Regions from separate parts of the Sus scrofa genome. Here region 2 is linked to region 1. A link is a contact called in public HiChIP or PLAC-seq data. All regions are on one chromosome and are shown on one strand. Each heading gives the region's core, a stretch centred on a gene start, on an enhancer-like site or on the middle of the called end of the contact. The rest is flanking DNA. Distances are from core to core; before and after follow the strand shown. Region 1 overlaps LRSAM1 (E3 ubiquitin-protein ligase LRSAM1). Region 2 has its middle 5.8 kb from the start of FAM129B.

Region 1 (6,010 bases), core at 1,455-3,954:
TTTGAAGTTCTCATTCTGCATGGTTTTTGTTTTGTTTGTTTTTTTCCCAAACCAACTTATCTTTTTATTTCCCCTTTAATTTCAATCCCACATTGCTGGACATGAATCTCATTCCTCTGACCAGGGGTTGGTGGGGGTCATGGAAACATAGGGACAAGGGTCATAGGGTCATAGGCACAGGGTAGAGAAGTCACTGGCTATGGGGTCTGATCTCCAGGGCAAAAAGCCCCAGTCACACCCTGAGGGTGTGTGATGACCCCTGGATGTCCTCACTGTGGGTGGTTTTGATCCAACAGGCCAGCTGTTTCCCTTGAGACCGCAAGCAGGGACATCCCAGGAAAAGGGCACACTCACTTACCTGCTGTGTGTCCTTGGGCAAGTTACTTGACCTCTCTGAGCCTCAGTTTCCTTGTCTGAAAAATAGAGACAGTGATACCTCCTAATAGCCGGAGGGGAGAGGATGAAGTGTCAAGTGCGCAGCCCGAACCTAGCACCTGGAGGGCTCAGTGCGTATCAGCTGCTCTGAGTATGATTATTGTTCAGTCCCTTCTGTTACCCGCTGCTCTCTTCCCTGACAGCTGTTCAGAGGAAGCCAGAGAACTGGATCGTGAGAGGCTCAGGGAGAATTCTGTATCCGTTCTTCACTCAGGTCCTCGCCTGAGCCCCTTTTCCAGTCCATGTCGCTTGATTGGCCCCCACTCTGGGCCTGGCCCTGTGCTCGGCTCCTGGTCAGCCGTCCTGGCAGGACAAGCATGTCCACACCCCAGAGCACTCAGGGCCACGAACCGATGAATCCTTTGTAAACCCCCACCGATGAGAGTGTCCCAAAGCACACAGGTTCCGGTCCATCCAAAGCCCCACCCCACCCCCACCCCTACCCAGAAAGGATTCTTAGACACACCTGGCCCTCCGAGAGCAGCAGCACAGGATTGAACCATGATAAATGTGAATTTAAAAACCCCTGTCTCATCTTCTGTTTAGATTAAATTAATAGAAACTGAGTTATTGCAGCTGACACAGCTGGAGTTAAAGAGGAAATCACTGGACACAGAGGCACTACAGGTATGTAGGGCTCCCTGGCCTGCCTTGTCCCCCCACCCGACCCCCAACTGATGAAATCTCCCGCCAGTGCTCCCATCGCCTCTCGGCTGCTCTCGGCAGACAGGCAGTGATGTTGAAAGAGGCCCTGGCCCCAGCGGGCTCAAGGGGGCCCAGTCTGGGGGCCGAGCCCAGCGCAGGCCAAGGTTAGGAGGCGGGTCAGCCTGTTGCTAGGCAGGAGGGTCAGAGGAAGGAGGGTTTCATTGCCAAGGCTCACCCCGGCTGCATCTCCATCTCTGCGTTTTCTTTGTTTTGGAGCTGGGTCACACTGAGTTTCCAGTCTGTCTAAGCCATGCTTCTGGGGTGCTGGTTCTCATGGGCTGGCATCCTCTGGGGAAGGAGCTTTCTTGGTGTCTGAAGGATGTCTAGAGGAGAGGGCCCAGCTGTGACTGTGTCACCCCTGCAGGCAGCTGCTCTGTGAGTCCCCAGCCTGGGTGTCCTGCTCACAGACATGCGGAGCAGCAGGGACCAGCAGACAGTTCTGGACTGCAGATCTGGGTCTGGGTTGTCCCAGCACAGTCAGCACAGCCCGATGACCTGGGCGGGTAGGGGACAGAGGGGCAGCCCTTTCCTTTCTCTGTACCTCGTCTCCCCAGTTGGACGCAGAGCGTCTGGGTCAGTGGTGTGCGAGGCCATGTGCCCTGTACCAGGCTTTTGAGCAGAGCCTTCTGTCTGTCACCGTCCCTGTGTCTGTCCTAGTGGAGAAGTCTTCATTTGTCTCACGGGCTTCTTGATGCCGGAAAAGAACGCCGGGATCTGGAATCCTGGTCCCAGGTCTGCCCCTGTGTGACCTTAGGCAGGTCACTCTGGGCCTCCATGTCTCCCCTGCATGACATGGGAATAGGCTTCCGGGCTCAGCCTGTGTCGTGGGGCCATCAGAGAGGAGCGAGCAGCAAGTGCAGAGTCCTCAGCCGTGGGGTGGGGGGGTAGCTCTCAGAAGATGCCACCACGTGCTTGATGGAAGCTCATGTCTCCTGCCTGTTAGAGCCGGGGTGGGGGCTCCCATTTTCGGAGCCTCCACGGGGTTTCCAAGAGGAAGAGAAGAGCGGAACATGGACACAAAGAAGGGCTCTCCCATCTGCCCATTCCTCCATGTGGGTAGCGCCTTCCTGACGGGGGCGGGGCCGCTCCCCCACCCTCCCGCCGTTTGCTTCTGCCCACGAGCTCCGCAGTCAGTGAGACCGAAGTCAGGCACCTGCACCTCGTCATCTCCTTTGTTTGATATTTCTCATCACTGCACTGTCATCATCGCTAGATCCTGTGCCTGGCCTTCCCCCTCCCGGGAAGGGAGGTGCAGGCTGGGGAGGAGGTAGGGAGGGGGTCCCCGGGCAGAGGGGTCCTCCCCACTCTATCCCCCAGCTCTCAGCCTGAGATCTGAGGTCGAGCCTCAGATGGAGTAAGGCCCACTGTGGGCCCCCAGCTTCGAGCCGAGTGAGGGGGATTCTGCCAGCTCGGGTAGGGACTTCTGGGGCCCGGGTGCCATGGGCCCCCAGCACTGGGTGTGGTCTTGTGTTGCAGGAAATGATCTCGGAGCAGCGCTGGGCCCTGAGCTCCTTGCTCCAGCAGCTGCTCAAAGAGAAGACGCAGCGAGAGGAGGAGCTTCGGGAGATCCTGGTGTGTTTGGCTTCCGCGTCCGGCATTGTGCATGGGTTTGCGCTCCCTAAACGCTCTTGTAGTTCTTAAGCAACACTTTCGTTTTTCTAGTAATAGTTATTCATCAGAGAAAAAGTGGAAAGTACAAAGGAAAGTAATCTCACTTCTGAGAGCTGTCTGTTGCTAATGTTTTGACATCCGTTTTCCAGACATCGAGATGCATGTATGCGCCTATAACACAGAACTTTCTCACCAGCTCATTGGCATCTGCTCTTTCCTGTCCTGTGCGACCTCTGCATTCTTTCTGTGGCTGCATTGAGATGGGCCCTCACTGGGCCTATTACAGAGCATACTTCCCATTTTTCAATTTTAATAAGCAAGGCTCTCTATCTCCGCACCTCAGTATTTGAGATCAGCCCATGGGTATTTACCCAGGACAGGTGCCCAGGAGAGGACTTGCCATGTCCAGGGCAGACCACTTAATAAGCCTCTGTCAGGCATTGCCCAGCTGTCCCCTGGACCCAAATGGGTTTGACTTTGGCGCCTTATCAGGGTGCAGGTTGGGGTCACCTCCTCCGAAGCCTGAGTGACCTCAGTAGTCAGGACCCAGTCTCTCCCACGGCACTGTTACTGCCCCACATGTCCTCTGAGCCTCACCATGGGCCAGGCCCTGTGCCAGGGAAGGAGAACAGTGAGCCAGTTTCTTCCCGAGCCCCACATGAGCCCAGATGGCGTGTTGGTGCCACTCGGAAGCTGCCTGTTCCTCACGCTACCTCACTGCCCTCGCCCAGAAATTGCATTAACATGTGACCTGCGCCCTGAGCGCTGTGCCGGGGCCGCCGTGCCAGGCCCTGGGCTCCTGCCTGCAGAATTGCTCGGGTCTCACCTCAGCAGGATTTGACCATCGGGGTCATAGGCTCCCAGAGAGAGGCGTGTCTGCAGCCCAGGGAGGGACCAGCAAAGGGGAGCTGGCTGAGCACAGTCCAGGAGGAACCGCTGGGGACCAGGAGATGCCCGCATTGCCCACATCACCTCTGGCCCCAGCGAGCGGCCAGTCCTGGCTGGGCGGCCGGGGGTTCAGAGCACAGGCTCCCAGCCAGACAGAGCTGGGTCTGAGTCCTGACCCTGACACAGGGCAGCTCTTGGACCCTGAGCCGGCTGCTCATCACCCGGTGCTCATCACTCAGTTTCTTCCCTGTGAAGCAGAAGCTACTTCACAGAATTGTAAGAATTAAGTAAAACGGCATCTCCCAGTACACAGCTTGTCTGACCCAAGCACACTGACGTTGCTGCTGCTGCTGCTGCTGTGAGTGTGGTTTGTCACTGCTCTGTCCACAGCACCAACAACCGAGCCTGGCCCAGAACGATGCTCGGGGGTGTCTGAAGTGACGGAATCGGGAGTCGGTTTGAATAGCATGTTTATGGTTCTCCCGCTATGTCAGGTCAGCAAAGCTCCCTCTGGACGCCGAAGGTGTCCTTAGAATCCTATTCTTCTCCCTGCCCAGCACCCAGAGGACACGCCCGAGCCTTCTGGGGGAAGGACACGGCTACCTGGTGCTTTGCTCTTCCCACAAGGTGTCCCCCAAGAGTGACGACGCCCAGGGCGAGCTGCCAGGTGCCAGCAGCCCGGGTTCCCGTCCCCCTGAGGTGTGCGTGTCTGGGCTCGTTCTCAGCAGTGAAGTGGGGGGACGATGCTTCCGGCCTTTCCCGGGTCAATGGTCTAGACAGTGATGGGCCGGAAAGTTCCCTGTAAGACGCCAGGTCCGTCCATGTGCTCAGAGGAGCAGCACTGTCGCTTTTGTGGTTATCCACCGACTTGCAACTGAACAATGTCTGCTTCCTTCTTGGCAGATGGAGTTAGAAGCCAAAAGCGAGAGCAAGCAGGAAAATTACTGGCTGATTCAGTATCAGCGGCTTTTGAACCAGAAACCCCTGTCCTTGAAGCTGCAGGTGAGGGCTGGTGACGCTGCCCCTGTGGGAGCCTCAGGCCACAGCCACGTCTTGCTTCCTGCTTCCTCATCTGACCAGTGGAATTCCCTTCCTCCTGGGCTGACGAGGGTAGCAGGTCCTGTGCTAGGCATTTGGGGACAGAAATGGGGGAGGGGGCGGCATTGCGGAGAGGAGACGACAGCCCCGGGCTGTGGGCAGGATGGATGCCGTTCCCCCTCCCCACCCCACGCCTCGCCCACACTTTATTATTACAAAAAAGGAGTCTTTCTAAACCTGCTGTTTTGGCAACTTCCTTTTTTCCCTTAACAGCAGTGACGGGCCCTGCTCGTAGAGCTCCTGGTTTTCAGACAGCTGCACAGTATTTAGGATCTGGACGAGCCCCCATTCATTCACAACAGTCCCCTTGATGGATTTTTTTTTTTTTTTTTTTTTTTTCTTTCTTGGCCGTCTGTGACATATGGAGTTCCCAGGCTAGGGATCCTATCCAAGCTGGAGCTGCCGCAATGTCCCAAGTTCTCAACCCACTGCACCAGGCCCGGGATCGAACCCGAGTCCCTGCTGCAGCAGAGACACCGTCGATCTTACTGTGCCACAGCAGAGGCTCCTCGATGGAGTCTTAAGCTGCTTACACTGTCAAGTTTACGGAGTGGCAGTGAACTGATTTCCTCGTGTATCTGTCTCTATGCACTTACAGATCCATTTTTGTATGTAGACTGCATTTTTACAGATCGTGTTATGTGCATGCCCACCCGTTGTTTGCTGTTGTGATGGCTTTTTGTCTTTTCCCGCCTGCGGTGCACTCGGCTTCTCCCATGGGTCTGTCTTGCAGGAGGAGGGCCTGGAGCGCCAGCTGGTGGCCCTGCTGGTGGAACTGTCAGCGGAGCACTACCTGCCTATCTTCGCCCACCACCGCATCTCGCTGGACATGCTGAGCCGGATGGGCCCCCGGGACCTGGCCAAGGTGGGCAGCAGCCCCTTGGGGGAGGTGAGGGAGGCAGGCAGGGCCCTGGCCCCACCTGGCCAAGGGGAGACTTGTTCTTCATGCAGTCTGCTCTCATCACCTGGGGGCAGGCACCTGCTTCCAGATGGCCAGAACGCCTGCCCCTCAGAGAGCCTGGGTCGTGGGTCCTGCCACCGCTCCCTCCCTCTCTTTACATCGTAGAGCTGGACAGGTTGGGGGTCTTCTGGTCCAGCCCCCTCCCCACTCCATAGATGTACAGGCACTGCTCTTAGCACATTTCACCTACCAACTCACCGCATCTTCCCAACAGCCTGGACGGGCAGGTACCATCACTGTCATCATTCTTCAGATGAGAAAACCGAGACACAGCAAGGTGGCAGTTTGCCTGAGGTCACACAGCAGAGCCCA
Region 2 (6,010 bases), core at 2,186-4,685, 71 kb after region 1:
TTTTGCTGTGGTGTGGGTTTGATCCCTGCCACAGGCCTGACCCACCGCCCCCCCCCCCCAAAAAAAAAGAAAAAGCAAAAGAAACTGGAGCACCTGCTCTGTGTCAGGTACTGTTGTAGGTGCTGGGAATACATCAGTGCAAAAGATAGGATCCCTGCCCTCACAGAGGTTATAGTCTTGTGCTGGAGAGAGAAAGACGATAAGCAAATAAGATGGCACCAGAGAGTGCTAAGCATTAAGATAATGAAATAGGGAGTTCCCATCGTGGTGCAGTGGTAAACAAATCCAACTAGGAACCATGAGGTTGTGGGTTCAATCCCTGGCCTTGCTCAGTGGGTTAAGGATCCAGTGTGGCTGTGAACTGTGTAGGGTCGAAGACGCAGCTCGGATCCCGAGTTGTTCTGGCTGTGGAGTAGGCTGACGGCTACAGCTCCAATTAGACCCCTAGCCTGGGAACCTCCATATGCCGCAGAAGCGGCCCTAGAAAAGCAAAAAAAAAAAAAAAAAAAAAAAAAAAAAAAAAAAAAAAAACCTTAAAAAATAAAAATTACAAAAAAAAAAAATAATAAAAAATAAAAATTAAAAAAAAAGATAATGAAATAGGATTTAAAAATACAAAAAGTGGAGCTCCTGTCATGGCGCAGTGGATTGAATCCGACTAGGGACCTTGAGGTTGCAGGTTCAATCCCTGGCCTCACTCAGTAGGTTAAGGATCCAGTGTTTCCGTGAGCTGTGGTGTAGGTCGAAGAGGTGGCTCAGATCCTGTGCTGCTGTGGCTGTGGTGTAGGGCGGTGGCTGTAGCTCCGATGCGACTCCTAACCTGGGAACCTCCATATGCCCGTGGGTGCGGCCTTAGGAAAAAAAAAAAAAAAGCAAAAAAAACCCAAAAAACGAAAAGTAAGTAATTAAAAAAAAATTTTTTTTATGGCTGCACCTGTGGCTTATGGAAGTTCCTGGGCAAGGTATTTAATCTGAGGCACAGCTGCAGCAACACCGGATCCTCTTACCCACTGAACTGGGCCCGGGATGGAACCCCCACCTCCACTGCAACCCAAGCTGCTGCAGTTGGAGTCTTAACCCACCATGCCACAGTGGGAACACCCCCCAAATTTTTTAATTAAAAGTAAAAAAAAAAAAAAAAAAGGCTAGAGTGACAGGTGTGGGGGTATCACCTAGGAAGGTGATTCTGGAGGGCCTCTGTGAGGAGGTGACACTTTGAGACCTGACTGGCAAGAAAGCTGCTCCATGAAGATCCGGGAATAGCTACATATTACGGAGCAGGTACCACATCCAGGTATCATACCAGACGTAGCCTGCCTCATCTCAGAGTCCTTGCAATGACTTTGTTGGAAGAATCACCAAGTATGAGGATTTTTTAAAGATGATATTCCATTGTCTGCCCTTAGCATCCTTACTTAAACATTGCCTGGTGGGCATGGCGAGGGCATGCCAGGAAAGTGGTCAATCGGAGCAAAGGCAAAGGGAGATGAACCCTGATGGACCCCAGGGCCGGACAGCTATTCCCGGACTCCTGTAGGGAAGAGGAGAGAAGGGCACCTGCCGTGGATGGGGCGGGGGGTGGGGTGAGGTGGGGTGGGGGACACCAGATGGGAGGCTCCCGAGTGTCCAGTACGTGGGATTTTTAACTTTATTCTGGGAAGATTGTAAAATTCCTTCAAAGTCCTCAACTCTCTACCAATTTAAAGCAATAAATCTGGCCAGTCATGACCTCTGGGTGGGGGAAGAATGATTTGTTTGTTAAAGGAAAGAAAAATGGTTATAGTCAGTCCACGTGAGGAAGAGGACAGGATCCCGAGAAGTGAGACGTCAGGAAAATTTCTCACTCGAAAAGCCAGGGAACCTCAGCCCTTATACCGGAGGCCGTTTGGGCGTTCAGGTTTTAGTTCTGAGTAAATTAAAGACGCTTGGAGTTCGTGCCGTGGCGCAGAGGAAATGAATCCGACTAGTGAACCATGAGGTTGCAGGTTGGATCCCTGGCCTCCCTCAGTGGGTTCAGGATCCGGCATTGCCGTGAGCTGTGGTGTATGTAGGTCGCAGACGCAGCTCGGATCCCACCTTGCTGTGGCTGTGGTGTAGGTTGGCAGCTGTAGCTCTGATTCGACCCCTAGCCTGGGATCCTTCATCTGCTGCGGGTGTGGCCCTAAAAGAACTACATAAAAAAATTAAAGACTTTTTTCATACATGTATTGGCTATTTGTGGGTGGTTGTTATTGTTATTACTGTTATCCTCTGCTTTTCTAGTGGAATGTCTATCTTTTTTTCTTAATCACTTTTTTTGGTTGTTGTTTTGTTGCTATTTCTTGGGCCGATCCCGCGGCATATGGAGGTTCGCAGGCTAGGGGTCTAATTGGAGCTGTAGCCACTGGCCTACGCCAGAGCCACAGCAACGCGGGATCCGAGCCGCATCTGCGACCTACACCACAGCTCACGGCAACGCCGGATCCTTAACCCACTGAGCAAGGGCAGGGACCGAACCCGCAACCTCATGGTTCCTAGTTGGATTCGTTAACCACTGCGCCACGACGGGAATTCCCTTATTCACTTTTGAAAGCTCTTTCTATAGGAAGGATTTCTCAACTCTGCCAGGCAGCAGCGGGGGATGGGATGGTCTCTGCTCTTTCTCTAGGGCTCTGGATGCCATCTCTGTTCACCAGGCTCTCCCACACCCCTTCCTTGGCCCAGGCCCCAGAGCCTGGTGGAAGATAACAGGCACGTGGACACAACACGGTCCAGATCTGGAGCACAGAGGGAAGGGTTCCCGCCTGCCCACCTGCTGCGCCTGCCCCGCCCCCACCTCCAGGTGGAAGATGCCACCTACAGCTCCTGATTCTTCAGGCCTTCAGGAAGTGGCTTCTGCCAACCCTCTTCCCTGCAGGGCTGCCCCACCCCTCCCCACCCACCCCACCCTTAAGCATGTTTAGAAATAAGAACCCAAAGGTGAAGGAGAAGAAAACTCTACTTGGAAAAGGGAGGGTCCAGAAGGTCAGAGCCAGAGCTTGGACAGAGGCCTGGAGGAGGCACGGGATCTGCCCCAGAACACATAGTTGGGTCCAGGCCAGGCTCCTTCCTGGTCTTGTAAGAAGGGGGAGGTCCCTTCCTTGCCTGGTTGGCCCCTCTCCCTCCCCGTTGGCTCTGAGCCCCAGCTCTGCCCTCCCCACAAACCTGTCAGACCTGAAATAGCCCAGGAGAAAAAAACAAACACCTCAGGTAAACAACAGGGAGTGTGGATGAATCAGGATCTTGTTTTTAAGGAATATCATGTGTCCACCACTGTTGATCCAGTTGGCACGGCCCGTTGTTGCAAGGGACCCTGGCACCCCGCCTAGACCTCCCCTCTTTCTTAACTGTGGGGTGATGGAAGGAGACCCAGCTCACCGGCCAGGTTCCATCTGCCACCTGGCCTCCGGCAGCTAAAGTCCCTTCTTGCTCCCCCTGGTGGCCAGCTCTACCACCACACCCAAGTCCAGGCTCCATGACTGCCAGCCTGGTGGAATGCCCTCCCGTCCCCTGGCTTCCCTGCCTTCCACCTCACTGGGCAGCCAGCTGGATTGTTCCCAAACACAAATAGGACCGTGCCAGTCCCCTGCTTCAAGCCTTCTGTGGCTCCCACTGGCCTGGAGTTAAGTCAAACCCTAGCCATGGCATTTAGGGGTCCTGCCAGTGCCTCTTCTGTGCCTCTTCCCCTGGCACTTCTCTAGTCATAGTGACCTTTCACATCCTCAAACTAGCCCTGCTCCATCCTCCTCGGCTCCCACACATCCTGATTCCCTTTCCCGGCTTTGCCCCACCCAGCACTACTCACCCTTCAGACCTCAGCCAAAAGGACCCCTCCACTCCCACCTCTCCCGGACACTACACTTCTCCTTTTTCACAATCAGCACTTTTATAATTACTTTGTGTGTCATTACTGTTCCCTTCTGAGAACAGCGATGGCCTTGTTCCATATCCCTAGTGTCCGACATAATGGGAGCTTGGGTGAGTGGTGGGCACTGCAGGGAAATTGACAGGGGGCACCCACCTGGTCCTGGGACTCAGCAGGCTGGTTCGTACACCGGCCTAGGCTCATGCCTGCCGTGGCCACACCAACTGCCCTCCCCGTTTGATAGCAAAGTCTGTTCTATAGCGTCTCTGCCAGGCAGAGCCTCTGCTTGCATACCTCCAGGCACAGGGTGCTCACCACCTCCACAGGTCATGATGCCCAGTTGAACGCCACAGCCCCGAAGTCAGACAAAGTGATGTTGAAATGCCAGACAACAGGCAGGGGGTGACAAATAATAGTAACAAGATGATAAAGACCATAGGAGTTCCCATTCATTGTGGGCTTCGCCTGTACCCAGCTCTGCCTCGTTGAATCTTCACCACAGCTCTGTGAAGGAGGCCCTTTGGGGGGACCCTCATCTTAAGATGAGGAGAGAGAATTCGGTCTCGGTGAGGTGAAGTGACCTCCCCAAGGTCACACAACAAGTAAGAGGCGAAGATAAGGCCCACACACAACTCTGCCAGCTTCAGAACCGTAACACGCCATGCTATACACTGCATCCTTCCAGACCCGGTCCCACACGCACATCCAGTTCTCAGACATAAAGTGGGCTTCTCCGCTATGCCCACCATTCACTCACCCCCTTTTGTCTTTCCCTTAGCAGTGTGATATGAGCAGGAGCTCCCGCTGCGGCACAGTGAGTTAAGAACCTGACTGCAGCGGCTCAAGTCACTGAGGAGGTGCAGGTTTGATCCCTGGCCTGGCACAGTGGGTTAAAGGATCTGGAGTTGCCATGTAGGGCACAGCTGAGGCTTGGGTTCAATCCCTGGCCTGGGAATTTCCCTGTGCCACGGGAGCAGCCGTAAGAAAAAAAGAGCATCTCTCCACGCTAATGAATTGTTCATTCTACACACTTTGAATGACTGTGGTGGTTATATGACCCACTAAACTTTTTACCTATAACTGGACACTTTCTTATTTCCTAAGGATAAGTTTCCAGACGTGAAACAGCTGCCATAAACTTCCTTTTGAGGCTTTTGACGCATGGTGACAAATCGCCCTGATGAAATGATGGTAGCAGCCAGCAGCCCCCCGGCACTTGTCATACGTCCCTTGTCAAGAATCCTCGTGTCATGGTGACTGATGCACTAGTCTAAACTCCCAACTCACCCAACCCTCCCCAGCGAGAGCCCCCAGGATCAGGGACCCTGAGCCTGGCCCAGGTCCTGACTTCCCAGCAAGCCCAGGAAAGAGGCTGGCTGCCGAGCCAATGTTGACTGTCACCCCAGTTCCTCCAGGACCGGCCAGCAGGGGTTTTAGGCCCCACCAAGCTCTGCCCAACCCCTTTCATGTCAAGCTTGATTTCCTGCTGCGCCAAAGCTGCCCCTCACCAGCTGATGACTCAGAGCCTGGCCAGGGTGGCAGGGCTGGCAGGGCCTAGCCAGTCCTCCCAGTGACTAAGCTTGCGGTGAGCCGGGGCGGGGCTTCTCAGGGTGGGGCCACCTCCGCCCCAGGGTGGCCCTCCTTCCTCTCTCAGGATCCTAAGGCCTGCTGATTTTTGCCCTCTGGCTTCTCCAGAGAGAATGAGAATAATCCTGGGTTCTGAGTGCCGGAGTGTGTCGGGGGTGACTGAGCTGCCCCCTGGGGGGCACGGCCTGGAGGATAGACGTCATTGTGGGGAGAAAGAGAGGAGGTGGTTGGGGGAGAAGGCGAGGGATTTAGGGGGGAGAGCCCAGCGCAAAGGTTTAGGGTGAGGCTGCTGCTGTGTAAGGGGACGGGGTCAGGGACCCTGGGGCCGGGAGACTTCAGGACCGGGCCTTACCACCCCATCTGTCACCTCCACAGAATTAGCAAAGTCCAGTGACAATGGTCTCGGACAGTCTCGTGCCAGGGCCCTACGTGGCTTGGCAAGGGTAGCACAGACTGGATTCAGCCACCATCACCTCGTCCATCAGACACCTTTATAAAGGGTTTGACCTGGAGTTCCCGTTGTGGTTCAGTGTGTTGAGA

The links. HiChIP or PLAC-seq counts read pairs in DNA pulled down with a chosen protein or histone mark.
Region 2: a contact with region 1 is called in an H3K27ac HiChIP or PLAC-seq map of alveolar macrophages. The contact joins two enhancer-like sites. A contact is called at or near these places in 3 of 5 promoter capture datasets (fetal liver, fetal skeletal muscle and liver), 15 of 47 Hi-C or Micro-C datasets (blood, brain, embryonic fibroblasts and 10 more) and 1 of 2 datasets of contacts at active chromatin or transcription factors (alveolar macrophages).

The regions. Positions count from the first base shown.
Region 1 is chr1:267,998,832-268,004,841 of Sscrofa11.1, forward strand. It overlaps LRSAM1 (E3 ubiquitin-protein ligase LRSAM1), which reads left to right. Exons shown (of 25, transcript XM_013993869.2): 20 at 2,617-2,712; 21 at 4,543-4,641; 22 at 5,471-5,602. Among named protein-coding and RNA genes, the nearest start is that of RPL12, 37 kb to the left of the region's middle. Within about 2 kb of position 2,705, at least 7 of the 83 cell types and tissues checked have an H3K27ac peak or open chromatin away from gene starts, as enhancers often do. A contact at or near this core is called in alveolar macrophages, where this site is marked.
Region 2 is chr1:268,068,841-268,074,850 of Sscrofa11.1, forward strand. No RefSeq gene overlaps it. Among named protein-coding and RNA genes, the nearest start is that of FAM129B, 5.8 kb to the left of the region's middle. Within about 2 kb of position 3,436, at least 32 of the 83 cell types and tissues checked have an H3K27ac peak or open chromatin away from gene starts, as enhancers often do. A contact at or near this core is called in alveolar macrophages, where this site is marked.